3 separate regions of the Mus musculus genome follow, and all the other regions are linked to region 2. The links are chromatin contacts, called in public ChIA-PET and HiChIP or PLAC-seq maps. All regions are on one chromosome and are shown on one strand. The core of a region is the stretch at or near the end of the contact, and the rest is flanking DNA. Distances in the headings are between cores, read along the strand shown.

Region 1 (4,365 bases), core at 1,175-3,674, 180 kb after region 2:
AAATCTTAAGAATGCCAAGTAACTATTGTTTGACTTAAGGTTTGTTCATTTAAACATAATTTTCCTTGCTGAAATGAAGGTCCCTTATCCTCCCACAGAAACTTTTGGTACAACTGGGCTGGACTATCTTCCCAGCAGGTAACAGCCTTAAATACTAACCGGCTTTACTTCAAAGGCAAAGGGGTAAACAAACTTGTTTTTTAAAAAAATACTGACTCCTTAAATTAGAATGATTAATTTTAATTTTACAAACTGTTTAGATTTCCACAACTAAAGAAACCCTCAACCATTTTTTCCCTAGGATACAGTATGTAGTTATGCAGGTGGAAGGGGGACACAAGAAAAATAACAGTTTTCACTCTAGGGAAGCATGCAACATAATAGTAAACTTGCACTTTTAACAAGCTCAGCAGCAACAGTGACTATGTTTTCTGCAGCCAAAATGAAGGGGAGTAGTAAAACCCTAGGATTAGTCCAAAAAAGAAAAAAAAAATCATTCATGGTACCAGCAAGATCATGTTCTGTTATCTGAGGGTTACAAAGTAAAGGACTTAGTCTGTGTCTTCAATGATTTCATAGTCACATGTATGGGAAATAAGCCTGCACTGACAAAATTAATTAGCGCAAGAAGGTGGAGTTCCCTGAACAACAGAGTCTATGTAATATCTAAAGACACCTGGCCAAATTAGCTCAGACTTCAGATGTATGTGACATACTAGGAATTTGGGCCACACCTTCCAGGGCCTGACCATAAGACTCAGGAAAGATGTATCTTACAAACACCCTAGCCTATCTAAAATTGGTTGTCTTTTGGGCAAAACAGTTTTTTAAAGATGATGCCAACAGGGAGGAAAGAGAAAGGTTAGCATTTTTAGAAAGCACTTTGGTCTTTTCTCCCAGGCTTAAGGCTTAGTAAATGCTCCCCAAAACCTCCAAAAATGGGCAGAATAGAAGATAAAACAAGCCAGTGTTGTGTTGCATACTCAGAATTTAAAATGAGCTATAACTGTTTCAACTTACTATGGGAAGCAACAAATACAAGTTTTAAGTAAAAAGAGAAATCTTAAAGCCTTCTCAAACAAAGAAAGACCTCATATCCTTATTTTCCTCAACTACACTGGCTTCTTCAGAGTGTTAGGTTTAGGTCCTAAAAATTGAAGTAAAAGGAGCTTAGTTCCTCTTTTGTCACCCCAGTGCCTTTCTAAAACAGTAATCATTTATTCCATTCTTAGCTTTTGGCTGTTTTAATGCTACTCCAGCAAAGAGCAAGTACACACAGGGCAACTAAAAGCACTTGAACAACTTGACTGCATTTCGGCATGCGTGCCCGTCCCACAAACCCCCAACGACTGTGAACTAACCACAAGTATCAACAGTGACCTCTCAGAAAAGGGGAATCCTCCTTTTTTGGCATACCTAGCTCCCTTAACTTTGGGGCTTAGGCTCAAGGAATGAGAGTGCAAGTGTTCCTTGCTTTCTTAGTTATCTCCTGAGTAACAACACAGTGCACAGGTGACAGAAAGAGGGGGTTCTCAGGGCCACGCGGGATTTAAGAATAGAGGCCCGCAGAGTCTACAGCCCCCGACTCAGTCCTCCTGGCCCGGTGCCGGGTTACCTTTGGGGTCAGAGCGCGCGCTCCCGCCGGGACCGGGGACGCGCCGAGGCCGCCGCACAGGGAGGGCCCAGTTCGACTGAGGAGAGCTGGCGGACGCCCGGGGGCTCCGTTCCTTTGGAAAAGCACACCGCATCCCGGCGCGCCTTGCTCGGCCACGCTCCCAGAGAGAACGGAGCCCGGCACCACTGTTACCCAATAATCATGCCCCGCACCGTCGCAACAATGAGTGCCCCCGGATCCCCGAGAGCACGAGTCCCCCGGCCCTGAGCCACCCCGGCCAAGCGGAACCCCCAGGGCCGAGGGGAAGGGAGGGGTGGCGCGTGAGGCGCCGAGGTCGGCGCCACAGGCCGCGGTGAGTCCGGCTTTTTCCCAGTGCGTAGCCAGGGCCTGGCCCTGCGAGTCCCGGCCCAGGCCGAGCCTGGCCGGCCGGGTGACTCAGGCCGGGCCTGGCCGCTCCGCTCCGCCCTCGGCGTCCTACGCCCACGACTTCTCCGGCCCGGCCGCCATTCCGCCTAGCCGCGGCGCGGCGCCTCAGGCCTCGCCGGCAGCCCGGGCTCGGACGCCGCGGCCCGAGTCACTGCGACGCCGCGGCTCCGCCGTGGCCTGCGCTGCCTCCCGCCACCGCGGCCCGAGCCGCTACTCACCCGCATCTCCGGGCGCCCCCCGACGCTCGGGCGACGGCGTGTAGTGCTCGCGGGGCCCGCCGAGGTCTGGCCGCGTCCCTCAGCGCCCGGGCTGCCCCGCCTGGAGCTGCGTGCGACACGGCGCCCGCTCCTCCTCCTCCTCCCCTGCCCGCCTGCCGGCCCTCCTCCTCCCGCCGCCGCCGCCGCCGCCTGCACCACGCAACCTCCGCCCTCTCGCCGTCCCTCCGCCGCTCCCCGCCCTCCCGGCTTCACCGGCTCTGGCGACCGCGGGGCGAAGCCGTGGGGGAGGGAGGGCCGGAACGCACCGCCATCGGCGTCCGGGGCGGGGGAGCCAAGAAACCGTCGCCGCCATCGCCGGGCCTGCGGCGGCGCGGGAGGGGCACGGAAACGGCCCCCCCAGAGGCCCTGGTCACCCGCTTCGTGGCCAGGACCCGCTTCGCGCGGGCATTTCTACCTGCGAGCCATGGCCTCTGCTTCCCAAACGCCGAGCCGGGTCCTGCCGGACGAGCGGAATCCTCCGCCAGGTTTTCCCGCCGCCCTCGCGTCGGGGCGGCCTCTCGAGTGCCGGCTTCCCGCCACTTCGGACTTCTCGTGGAGACCGAGCCGAGGCTGGGGGCTCTGACCTCTGAAGACACTTCCGGAAGCGGCTGTGGGAGAGGGGCTTTGAGCTCCCCTGCCCCTCCCCTCCATGCACCTCCCGGGAGCTGACATGGGTCCCAACTGCACTGATCCTGGCTGGTGTCTCCTGTCCTGGAGTTGAACCAGAGGCAGTATCCCCAACCGTGAGATGAGAAAGTCAAATGGGCAGGCGGACTCAAGAGAAAAGTGCTACTGCTTCACCGACCCCCCTTTCTACCTGCAGGCCTTGGAGATCCTCCTGCGGAAACCTCCAGCTTGCCCACATACCCACGTGGATGTGTGTCTCCCTCTTTAATACTTTTCAGCAGTGGCCTCCCTTCCTTCTTGAGAGCCTTTTTTCACTTTCACTGTATATGGTTTAGTTAGGGAGAGTTGGGAGTTGCGATTCCAACCTGGGATGGCATGAAGTAGTATTCTTACATCTAGAATAATCTCACCCATTGGAAATCAGCTGCTGTCATCTTGTGCTTTGTAATATTCAATTGTAAATTTGGCAACACCCCTAGCCACAGGTGAGAGGCTGGAGAAAGAATGGATTTACCCCATACCTTGTTAGAGGCAGCTGTTTTAATATCCTAGCTTAGATCTGCCATTTAATTCTGTGAACTAGCAAGGGAAGATTTTCAGTTAGCTCATCATCTGGGCCAAAGATGTATTTGATGTAACTTCTGTAACTTTTCACCAAACTAGAACACCACAGAGATTCTTTCTAATGCACCATTTCGGGGCAGAAATCCTCAGCAGACCTGACAGGTCTCAAATCCACAACTTGAGTAACCCGTGCTTCCTCTCAAAAGAAAGTCCCACTGGTGTGTAGTCCAGCAGTTCTCATTCTGTGGATGGACACCCGTTGGACAAACTTCTATCTCCAAACACATTTACATTACGATTCATAGCAGCAAAATTACAGTTATGAAATAGCAACAAAAACCATTTTCTGATTGGGGGTCACCTGGTGAACTGTATTAAAGAGTCACAGCATTAGGAAGTTAAGAACTGCTGGTTTAGTGTCTTCTATCGAACTGTAGCTTTTTGTCAACATCTATTAAGTATTTTTTAGAAGTGTTGTTTCTGCATGTGTATACCAAATTATATTATCTTTACGTTTGTCTGGGGAAAAGGTTTTTAATTTGTTTTATGTCAAACACCTCAATAACTCATTCAAAAGAAACATGTTTTTAGTAACTTTTCTGTAGACATATGGTAAGGGTGGAGATAAATGTAAGGCTTGTTCCTTGTATATTTTGGCTTTCATTTTAAACTGGATTCCCATGTATTCATAGAAAACAGTTTACTTCCTCTCTATATTTCCTAATCTGTTGTCTTCAGTCTCACCAGTCTATATGGTCTCCTTTCCTGTGATTTTTCACCTCTGGATATGAGTTTGTATGTCAACTTGAGGGTTTTCTCCAACCCATTTTGCCTTAATACAAGTATTTAATCTATCTGAATCCACTCCCTGATTCG
Region 2 (4,398 bases), core at 1,894-4,393:
CTTCAGGGTGCCAAGTCTCAAATCCTTTGCATGACCCCTTCAGTCCTGGGCCATCAACTACAGCTGAGGCTACACCTTCTCCAATGGCCTTCCCTGGCCTCTCACAGTGCTAAGCCTCAACTTCTCTCCATGATTCCTTCATTCCTTCACAAGCAGTAGCACCTGAGTGACTCTTACACATTACCAAGTCCAGCTGTAGCATGAGGTACAACCTTGGCTATCTCTGGAAAACAGCTTCTTTGTGCTCCCAGAAAACACTTCCCAGAAGATATCACCTCAGTGATGCTGGTCTCTTATTAATCATTGCTAATGTCTTAGCTCCAGCTAACCATCATCAACTGTCCCAGTAGTTCCTTCCATTCTTAACTCTAGAGCCAGAGCCACATGCCTGAAGCTGCCAAGTTCTGCTACTTGCAGGAATTAGAACATGACCTGCTTGTACTATTACATTGTCACTGGCTTTCTGTTTTTCAAATCCTTCACTGCCTAAGCTTGGCTATCCTGCATCTTGCTCTGTAGATTGGCCTTGAACTCAGAGATCAGCATACCTGTCTCCTGGGATTAAAGGTGTGTACCACCAAGCCTGGATTTAATTTAGCTGGGTAGGATCTTGCCCCAAGGTCCCACTCCCTTAATCTGTTATTTCCTAGAACACAGGACTTTGCTCCATTTCACTTTCTGGTATGCCTTTAATACTGGAACCATATATTTTATATTTTGCCTTTCTAAGCTTGTTATGCTTGTTCAAACTTCTCTTTGTGAGACTTAACCAGAGAACAAAGTCTCTGCTGGGCTTTTTTGAAACTTCCTTTGTCAATGCAATTAATGCAATTAATCCAAGTCTCTTCACCTTAGCCTCAGGCAGACTTTTCAGACAAGGGTAAAAAGTAGCCACATTCTTCACCAAAATACCACAAAAACAGTCTTTATGCCACATACTGAAATTCTTCTCCTTTGAAATCTCTTGGGCCAGGTCAACACAGTTCAAATCACTCCCAGCAAAAAAGTCTTCCATATTCCTACTAGGTTGACCCATTAAGCCCCATTTAAAGCATTCCACTGAGTTCCAAATCCAAAGTCCAAAAATCCACATTCTTTCAAATGAAAGCATGGCCAGGCCTATCACAGCAATACCCCACTTCTGGTACCAATTTCTGTCTTAGTTAGGGTTTTACTGCTGTGAACAGACACCATGACCAAGGCAAGTCTTATAAAACACAACATTTAATTGGGGCTGGCTTACAGGTTCAGAGGTTCAGTCCATTATCATCAAGGTGGGAGCATGGCAGTATCCAGGCAGGCATGGCATAGGAGGAGCTGAGAGTTCTATACCTTCATCCAAAGGCTGCTAGTGGAAGACTGACTTCCAGGCAACTAGGATGAGGATCTTATACCCACACCCACAGTGACACACCCATTCCAACCAGGTCACACCTATTCCAACAAGGCCACACCTTCAGATGGTGCCACTCCCTGGTCCAAGGATAAACAAACCATCACACACACTAAATAAATAAATGTAATATTTAAAATCTGAGGGCCATGGAGGTAGCTCAGTGTTGCAGCTGGGTGTGCAGAAGGCAAAGGCAAGAAGATCTCTTGGAGTTGGAAGCTTAGCTTGGTCTATATAATGAGTTCCAGGATAGCCAGAGCTACATTATGAGACCTTGTGTCAAAACAAAACAACAACAGAATAACTGCTGGGCATGGTGGCACATACCTACAATCCCAGCACTTGGAAGGCAGAGGCAAGAGGAGCTCTAAGATTGAGTTTCAGGACAGTCAGGACTGATAGAAAAGCTCTGTCTCAAAAACAAAACAAAACAAACCACCAAAGAGACAAGCAAAAAGAATACATGTTGCTTTTGCCAAAGACTAGAGTTCAGTTCCACTTTAGCCAGTCCACAGCTGCCTCTAAGTCCAGCTGGGAAGGATCAGATGCCCTCTTCTGAACTCTATAAACACCCCCTTCCATCTCACGCCCCTGCTCCCCATCACCACCACCATACTAAGAAAAGAATAGTGCATTCTTAAGTGGTCACTGGACTTGAAATCCTGAAGAGTTATGTAAACACTGTCAATAATTTCATGTATTATCTTCGAGATTTTTCCCATCCATACACAATTATACAAGTAGAAATATTTTAAAAAGGGAATAAGTGGTAAATTCTTATATAGGGAGTTTAAGATCAGCCTAGGCTGTTTAAGGCGAGTCTGTCTCAAAAATCCATACTGGATTAAATTGTATCAGGACAGTGCATCAGGCACATAAGTTCATGCTATCAATATCTGGGAAAGATGGTTTCTTCTATAAGGGCTTCCCCCTCCCTCCACAATTGCTTACAATGGAAACTTACTGCTGTTTACTCTTTAGTAAGTTCAAAGCTAACTAAGACATTTCTTAGTGTTTTAATTTAATGATTCTTCTTTGCATATTTTTTCTTTTCAGACACTTTGAAGGTTAATACATGTGTGTAACTAGAAAGTTAATCTTACCAGAATACTTAAAACAAGTAATCTCTTTTTTTAAAAAAAAAGTTTTCTACTGATATAATGGACTAAATGTAATCTTAAATTTCCCCACGTTAGTCAAGCATGGGTATGGGGGGAAACAGTGTTAAACAATTTAACAATAACCCACAACCCCAGACCAACTAAACAGTAATGCCAGTCTTTGACTATTTATAATTCCTATCTAGGATCTTTTCTAATTAAGGAGATATTTTTAGGGCCTATGCCATAACCATTAAAAATAAAACACATAAAATCAACATGCCAAACGTGATGAAAGTGAAACAAAGTTTCATAAGCAATGACTTGGAGAATTAGGTTAACCACCAAGCTTTTTTTGCATTTCAGTTTTTTACAAATGCATTGTGGGTAGAGCCTAACTAAATATGAAAGTAAACCCGGAGGGCTGAGGGCAGCTACGAGGTCTGCAAGAGATCTGCTGGGAACTCTCGCCCTGCCTCAATAGGTAAGGCAAAATAAGGAAACTGAGTCAAGAGCCTGCTCTGACAGAAACGTAGGGTGGGAGGCAGTACCTCTGAAAACTGGAAGTGTCCTGGGGTCCCAAGGCTTGTGAGTCAGGGAGCCTGGCCTGTTGGGGTGGGGCCTGGCATGTGCCCTGCAAGGGTAGTTCTAGGGTGGAAATAAAGAGTCACATCAGCAGGTGTCACCAGCTAGGATCTGAGCCTTCTGTGAGGCTCTGTGCGTGTAAAATCCCCTTTATGGGTGATTTTTCCTTTTAGCTCCCTCCCCATATTACTCATGGTTTCTTACCCACTGTGGAACTGAGACAGTGACATTTTAAAACAATTAAATATGTATTATGAGAATAAGGACAAAGAGAGAGATTACCTACACTTCGGTGTTATGCACATTAAAAACTGCCAGAATAACACGAAGTTATATCCTGTAAAAAAGGGTGTTTCCCTTGAAGATGTGGGTTGGACCTGGGTGTTTTTGTCAGGCATGAATTAAGCCCGAAACAAAAATATGAAACAGAGTTCACACATAAACCTTTCTCAGGACGTTTTTTTGTCTTGGTTGTTGTTTATCTATTTATTTTAGAATTGTGGAATTGGGAAAGTGGCTCTGAGATGGGACATTTGAAGACATATACAAGTTCCTAGTCTAAACACACACACACATCTTATTGAGAAATTTTGGTAAAGTTTTTCCACTGAGTCAAAATAAAGCAGTTCACTGAAAATATTTCTTAGGTTTTTCCTAGTAAGTAAATGTTCTCCCTGTGATTTCAAAGACAGCGAATTAGTGGGGGAAGGGGGGGGGGAGGCCCAGGTGGCTTCCTAAACCTCTACTGTAATGAACGGGGAGAGTGGAAATGGGTCATTAGGGTTGCACTGGGAATTTCAGAAACGTGAGAGAAACCCTAAATATAAGTTAACATTTAAAATTTGTCCTAGATAAAATGATAGTACCAGGGCTACAGAGATGGCTCAGCCATTGCAGTTGCTTGCTGCTCTTTCAGAGGACCAGAGTTCAGTTCCCATCAAGCAACTTGCAATGACTTGCAACATCAGCTCCCAAGGATCTGACACCCTCTTCTGGACCTCACTTGCAAATATCCACAGACACATACACATAACTGCAAATAAGAAAAGGCGGATCTCTGAGTTCGAGGCCAGCCTGGTCTACAGAGTGAGCTCCAGGACAGCCAAGGCTACACAGAGAAACCCTGTCTTGAAAAAACCAAAAATAAATAAATAAATAAATAAATAAATAAATAAATAAATAAACAAACAAACAAACAAATAAATAAATAAATAAATAAAATTAAAGTACTGGCTCTGCAGAGAACCCAGATTCTATTTCAAGCACCCATGTGGCAGCTCACGATTGTCCATAACTCCAGTTATACGAGATCCAACGCCT
Region 3 (4,303 bases), core at 1,721-4,220, 250 kb after region 2:
TGCTTTTCTCAGGGTATTTTATCATGACAACATGAAAGGACACTAAGACAGAGACTGCTATCAGAGGGGAGGTTGTTCCTGAAATTATCATGTTGTGCTTAGGCCTTAGGAACTGGTTTGTCAGAGTAAAGAAGCTTGGTATGTGGCTCAGTGGTGTGAGAGTCTAGATTCAATCTCAGTACCTCCACAAGTGATTAAAAAGCTCCCCCAACTACTTTGATGTAAAGCATATATGTGTGAACTCTTTAGAGCCGTGTTTTGAAGGCACCTAGTGGTAAATCAGTCGTTTGTGCCTTAGTATTGTTTTAGAACCATACTATTGCTTTTACTCTTTGCAGGTGGGGATATTCAGGGCCTTGGTTCTTGGCCTAGATTTCAACTCCTTTGAAGGTTTTCCACCATTGTATTTTTATACATTATGGGTTTGCTATCCGGTGTCCATATCACAGTGAACCAGAATTACTTCTCTTTTTCCTTGTGAATTCTGTAAGAACATAGCCTGTATTTAATTAACTCTTGTAACTTTTAAATTTTATTTTATGTGAATGGGTGTTTTGCCTTCATGTGTGCCATGTGAGTGCCTGGTGCCTATGGAAGACAGAAGAGGGCATTGGATTCCTTGGAACTAGAGTTGCAGATGGTTTTAAGTCACCTTGTGGATGCTGGAAACTGAACCAGGGTCCTCTGCAAGAGCAGCCAATATTCTTTGTTTTTTTTTTTTTTGTTTGTTTGTTTTTTGTTTTTTCGAGACAGGGTTTCTCTGTATAGCCCTGGCTGTCCTGGAGCTCACTTTGTAGACCAGGCTGGCCTCGAACTCAGAAATCCACCTGCCTCTGCTTCCCGAGTGCTGGAATTAAAGGCGTGCGCCACCATGCCCGGCTAAGAGCAGCCAATATTCTTAACTGGCGAGCCAACTCTACAGACCCACTTTGTTTAGCTTATGTGGTTATAATCACATGGAATTTGCTTGTAAACAACAGTGATGGCATTCTTTAGCAAGTGTATTTCTTGCTGCTCTTTCTCTTGGAGAGTGTAGTTATAGTATCTATTGGTGCATGACTGGGTTTCTATCTTGTATTAGCTGCTCTTGGTCGCTTTGCTAATATTTTCAAATTCCTATTTCTTTAAATTAATAGGTACCTGTTGCAGAAGAGGTCCTGAGTGTTGCAGAATGTCTGTGTGGATATAGCCACACCTACTTCATATGCTTCTTAGCTACTCTATTAGTCAGGGTTCTCTAGAGAAACAACTTAATAGAATGAATCTCTCTCTCTCTCTCTCTCTCTCTCTCTCTCTCTCTCTCTATGTATGTATATATATATATGAATGAAAGGCTTACAAGGCTATGATCCAGTAAACCCAGCAATGGCTGCCTGTGAACAGAAAATCCAAGAATCCAGAAGTTTTTCAACCACAAAACCCTCAGCTGGTTCATGCTAGATTCCCAAAGAAATAGGCTCTAATGCCAGTGAAGGAATGCACTTGCTAGCAAGGCCAGAGCAAGCAGGCAAAGAGCAAATGTTCCATCTCCCATGTCCTTATATAATCTTCCAGCAGAAAATGTGGCTCAGATTAAAGGTGTGTCTTCCTGTCTCCAGATCCTGGGCAAGAGTGTGTCTTCCTACCTCAGAGGTCTGGGCTAGAAGTATATTTACCCACTTCAAAGAAGGCAAAACAATCCCTCACAGGTGTGCCCCATTAATTCCAGATGTCATCAAGATGACAACCAAGAATAGCTAACTTGCACCTTTAAAGTGCCCATTCAGGAGTTCCTTGCCTACTTTGTTCTTAGATTGTCCCCTAAATAATCTCTGTTTGGGGGGCTTGTCCTAGTTTAAACTTGATATATCTGGCTATTCATTTTCAGACTTCCACCCATCATTGAATCCTCTTTTCTGACTTTTTGCCTGGCTTTTGGCATCTTCAAGCAACTGACCTCAGTTCAACCTGCCTTTGGCTTTGTTTCCCTGCTTGACAGGATGTGAAGGAACCGAGTTCTTCTGAAGAGAGACTGGCCCAGTGCAGTTCGCCTGAGGGAAAGCTGGCATCTTGGCAGGGAGTAGACAGGTGTACTGTATTTTACAAATGTGTATTTTAACTCTACATGAGCATTGCTGTGATGCTTTGTCAACTTTTATTGTAAAACATTCCTTTTGCCAATATTGAATGGATTGCTCAGGAAGTAAGAAAAACAAAAGAACGGTTGTCTGTCAGTAATTAAGATCTGCTTTGCTTTTAGTGTTTTCTTCTTCCAACTTCCTGTTCAAAGAGAAGACCATTTTACTGTACAATCTGGAAAAATCCTGTACAGAACATGCTGTGCTGGTACTCTTAAGTCTGGTTGGTACCTGTTCACTGTGCTGCCCAGACCACTGCTGTGCTTTCTGTATGTTACTCCACTGTATTTTAAAAATACTGTCTACAGATATTTGCATAAACTACAGCAATCCTGGCTCTAGATCATTGGGAAGTAGCCATCTTTTAAAATAACCAAAGGTAATTTCTAGCTTGCCAATAGCCAGTGATTTCTTAGAAGTGAAACTAGCCATCCACACAGGGAGGCCTCTTTAGGATTGTTTAGTGACTTTCAAAACATCAGGGTTTTTTTGGTTTGGTTTTGTTTTGTTTTTTATTATTTTCATCACCTATTAGATGAAAGGGTATGGGATTGTCACCCCCACCCCCACTGGTGCTGTAATTCCATAAACTCAGGCAAAGTCGCAGAACACGCAGCCTTACAGCATGAGCTGGCTGGCACAGGATCAGATGTGCTGATTCCTCATGCTCATGGTGGCTGATGTGAGAAGCGCTGGCAAGAAGAAGCTGGCCTGGCCCAAATAACCACGAAGAGAGAACAGATTTCAGACAGGCGGTTTTACAGTTTCCCTTTTGTTATTTTTGCCAACTCCCAGCCACTTCTTTCTCTAGCACTGAGCAAAAGAGACAAACGAGCATTCTTAAATGCACTGAATATACAGGCCAGAGGTTTCTCTCAGTGACCTTTAATCTTCTGTATATCAATTTACCTCGCCACATCCATCCACCCAATTTACATTTAAATAAAGCTTTCAAATTCATTGCAAACCAAAAAGTAAGCTATTTAGGGAGAGAAAGCTGTTTTAAAAAAATGGGTTGTCTTTCTTTTAAAAAAAACCTTTTTTTCATCTTTACAAGATTGAAACAACCAGCTTTTACAAGGTAAACAGCCTTTTTCGTTTTAGCCACAGTCAGTTCTAATATTTTTGGTTTATTTTTTTAGAGCCACTCCAATACAACACACCAGCTGTAAATATTTTGTTCTATATGATTTTTTTAATGAAAAAAATCCCTTTGCTCTATTCTTATTTGCTCGACTACAAAAGAACCTGCCTGGAGCGAGTGAACCTTCTCTTTCATTGATTCTATTTCTCTTCCGACTGGCTCTATTTTCCTGGAGCCCATTTATCAATACAGCCCTGGCTCTATATGCCAGCAAGGACCAGTCTCTCTGCATGGGAACCATGAGGGGAGGCTGTTTCAGCCCCAGCCCAGCTTTGTGTGGAGTTAATTTAAATGTTTTGCAGACCCACGTTGAGGGCTGGAGCTTCACACTTTTGAGGGTTCATTCCTAGAGTCTTTCTTTTGGGTTTTGTCAAGGCAATTTTTTTTTTTTTTAAAGAACATAACACCTTCCTGTAGAAAACAGTAACATATAGCACACTGAATATTTTTGTTGAGGAAAATCTTGTGCTAACATTCCTTTAATGAAATAAAATTTTTGTGCATGTTACTGTGGTATGTGTGTGTGTGTGTGTGTGTGTGTGTGTGAGTGTGTTCATGCACACACAAGTGCTAGAGCATCCCTGTGGTAGTGGTCAGAGGACAACTTCTGGTGTTAGCCCTCACCTTCCACCTTGTTTGAGACAGGCTTTAAAATTCTTTTAGAATTTCATTCAGTGGGTTATAAATATTCACCCTCTCATTCGACTCCCCGAGATCCATCCACACCCCTCATTCTACACCCACTTAACTTTGTATCATCTTTTTTTATTGTTTTAAATCCACCCAGTCCAGTTTGTGCTGGTCATGTACTCTGGGATGGGGACCATCCACTGGATCATAGTCTACTACATATGAACTCACAGTGGTTGGGGGAGCATCCAGACCTATGTGAGTTCAAGCCAAACAAATTCCCAGCATGGACATGACAGGAGGGTTCAAAGTCCCACACCTACCCAAGGAAATATTAGCAACTCAGCTTCTGGGAGAAGGACAGTCAATTTTCTGAAAGAGTCTGGCCCTGGCAGGGAGGCAGGGTCTTTTG

What was found. ChIA-PET counts read pairs in DNA pulled down with a chosen protein or histone mark. HiChIP or PLAC-seq counts read pairs in DNA pulled down with a chosen protein or histone mark.
Region 1: a contact with region 2 is called in an RNA polymerase II ChIA-PET map of effector CD8 T cells, with 56 read pairs. The contact joins the promoter of Cul1 here to the enhancer-like site in region 2. A contact is called at or near these places in 18 of 39 promoter capture datasets (the 3T3-L1 cell line, 3T3-L1-derived adipocytes, the C10 cell line and 12 more), 3 of 15 datasets of contacts at CTCF or cohesin (the NIH/3T3 cell line and large pre-B cells), 7 of 484 Hi-C or Micro-C datasets (centrocytes, double positive thymocytes, group 2 innate lymphoid cells and 4 more), 29 of 115 datasets of contacts at active chromatin or transcription factors (the 230-238 cell line, CD8 T cells, DN3 thymocytes and 20 more) and 4 of 9 other capture datasets (adipose tissue, embryonic tail, liver and 1 more).
Region 3: a contact with region 2 is called in an H3K4me3 HiChIP or PLAC-seq map of bone marrow-derived macrophages, with 3 times the contacts expected there. The contact joins two enhancer-like sites. A contact is called at or near these places in 2 of 39 promoter capture datasets (the 3T3-L1 cell line and the C10 cell line), 2 of 15 datasets of contacts at CTCF or cohesin (the NIH/3T3 cell line and large pre-B cells), 31 of 484 Hi-C or Micro-C datasets (B cells, the G1E-ER4 cell line, Th2 cells and 11 more), 10 of 115 datasets of contacts at active chromatin or transcription factors (the 230-238 cell line, the NIH/3T3 cell line, the SCID.adh cell line and 6 more) and 1 of 9 other capture datasets (embryonic tail).

The regions. Positions count from the first base shown.
Region 1 is chr6:47,452,378-47,456,742 of GRCm38.p6, reverse strand. It overlaps Cul1 (cullin 1), which reads right to left and starts at 2,424. Exons shown (of 22, transcript NM_012042.4): 1 at 2,260-2,424.
Region 2 is chr6:47,635,401-47,639,798 of GRCm38.p6, reverse strand. No RefSeq gene overlaps it. Among named protein-coding and RNA genes, the nearest start is that of Gm40371, 14 kb to the left of the region's middle. Within about 2 kb of position 3,143, at least 116 of the 459 cell types and tissues checked have an H3K27ac peak or open chromatin away from gene starts, as enhancers often do. A contact at or near this core is called in the 230-238 cell line, CD8 T cells, the HPC-7 cell line and 14 more, where this site is marked.
Region 3 is chr6:47,389,283-47,393,585 of GRCm38.p6, reverse strand. No RefSeq gene overlaps it. Among named protein-coding and RNA genes, the nearest start is that of Cul1, 63 kb to the left of the region's middle. Within about 2 kb of position 2,970, at least 59 of the 459 cell types and tissues checked have an H3K27ac peak or open chromatin away from gene starts, as enhancers often do. A contact at or near this core is called in bone marrow-derived macrophages, where this site is marked.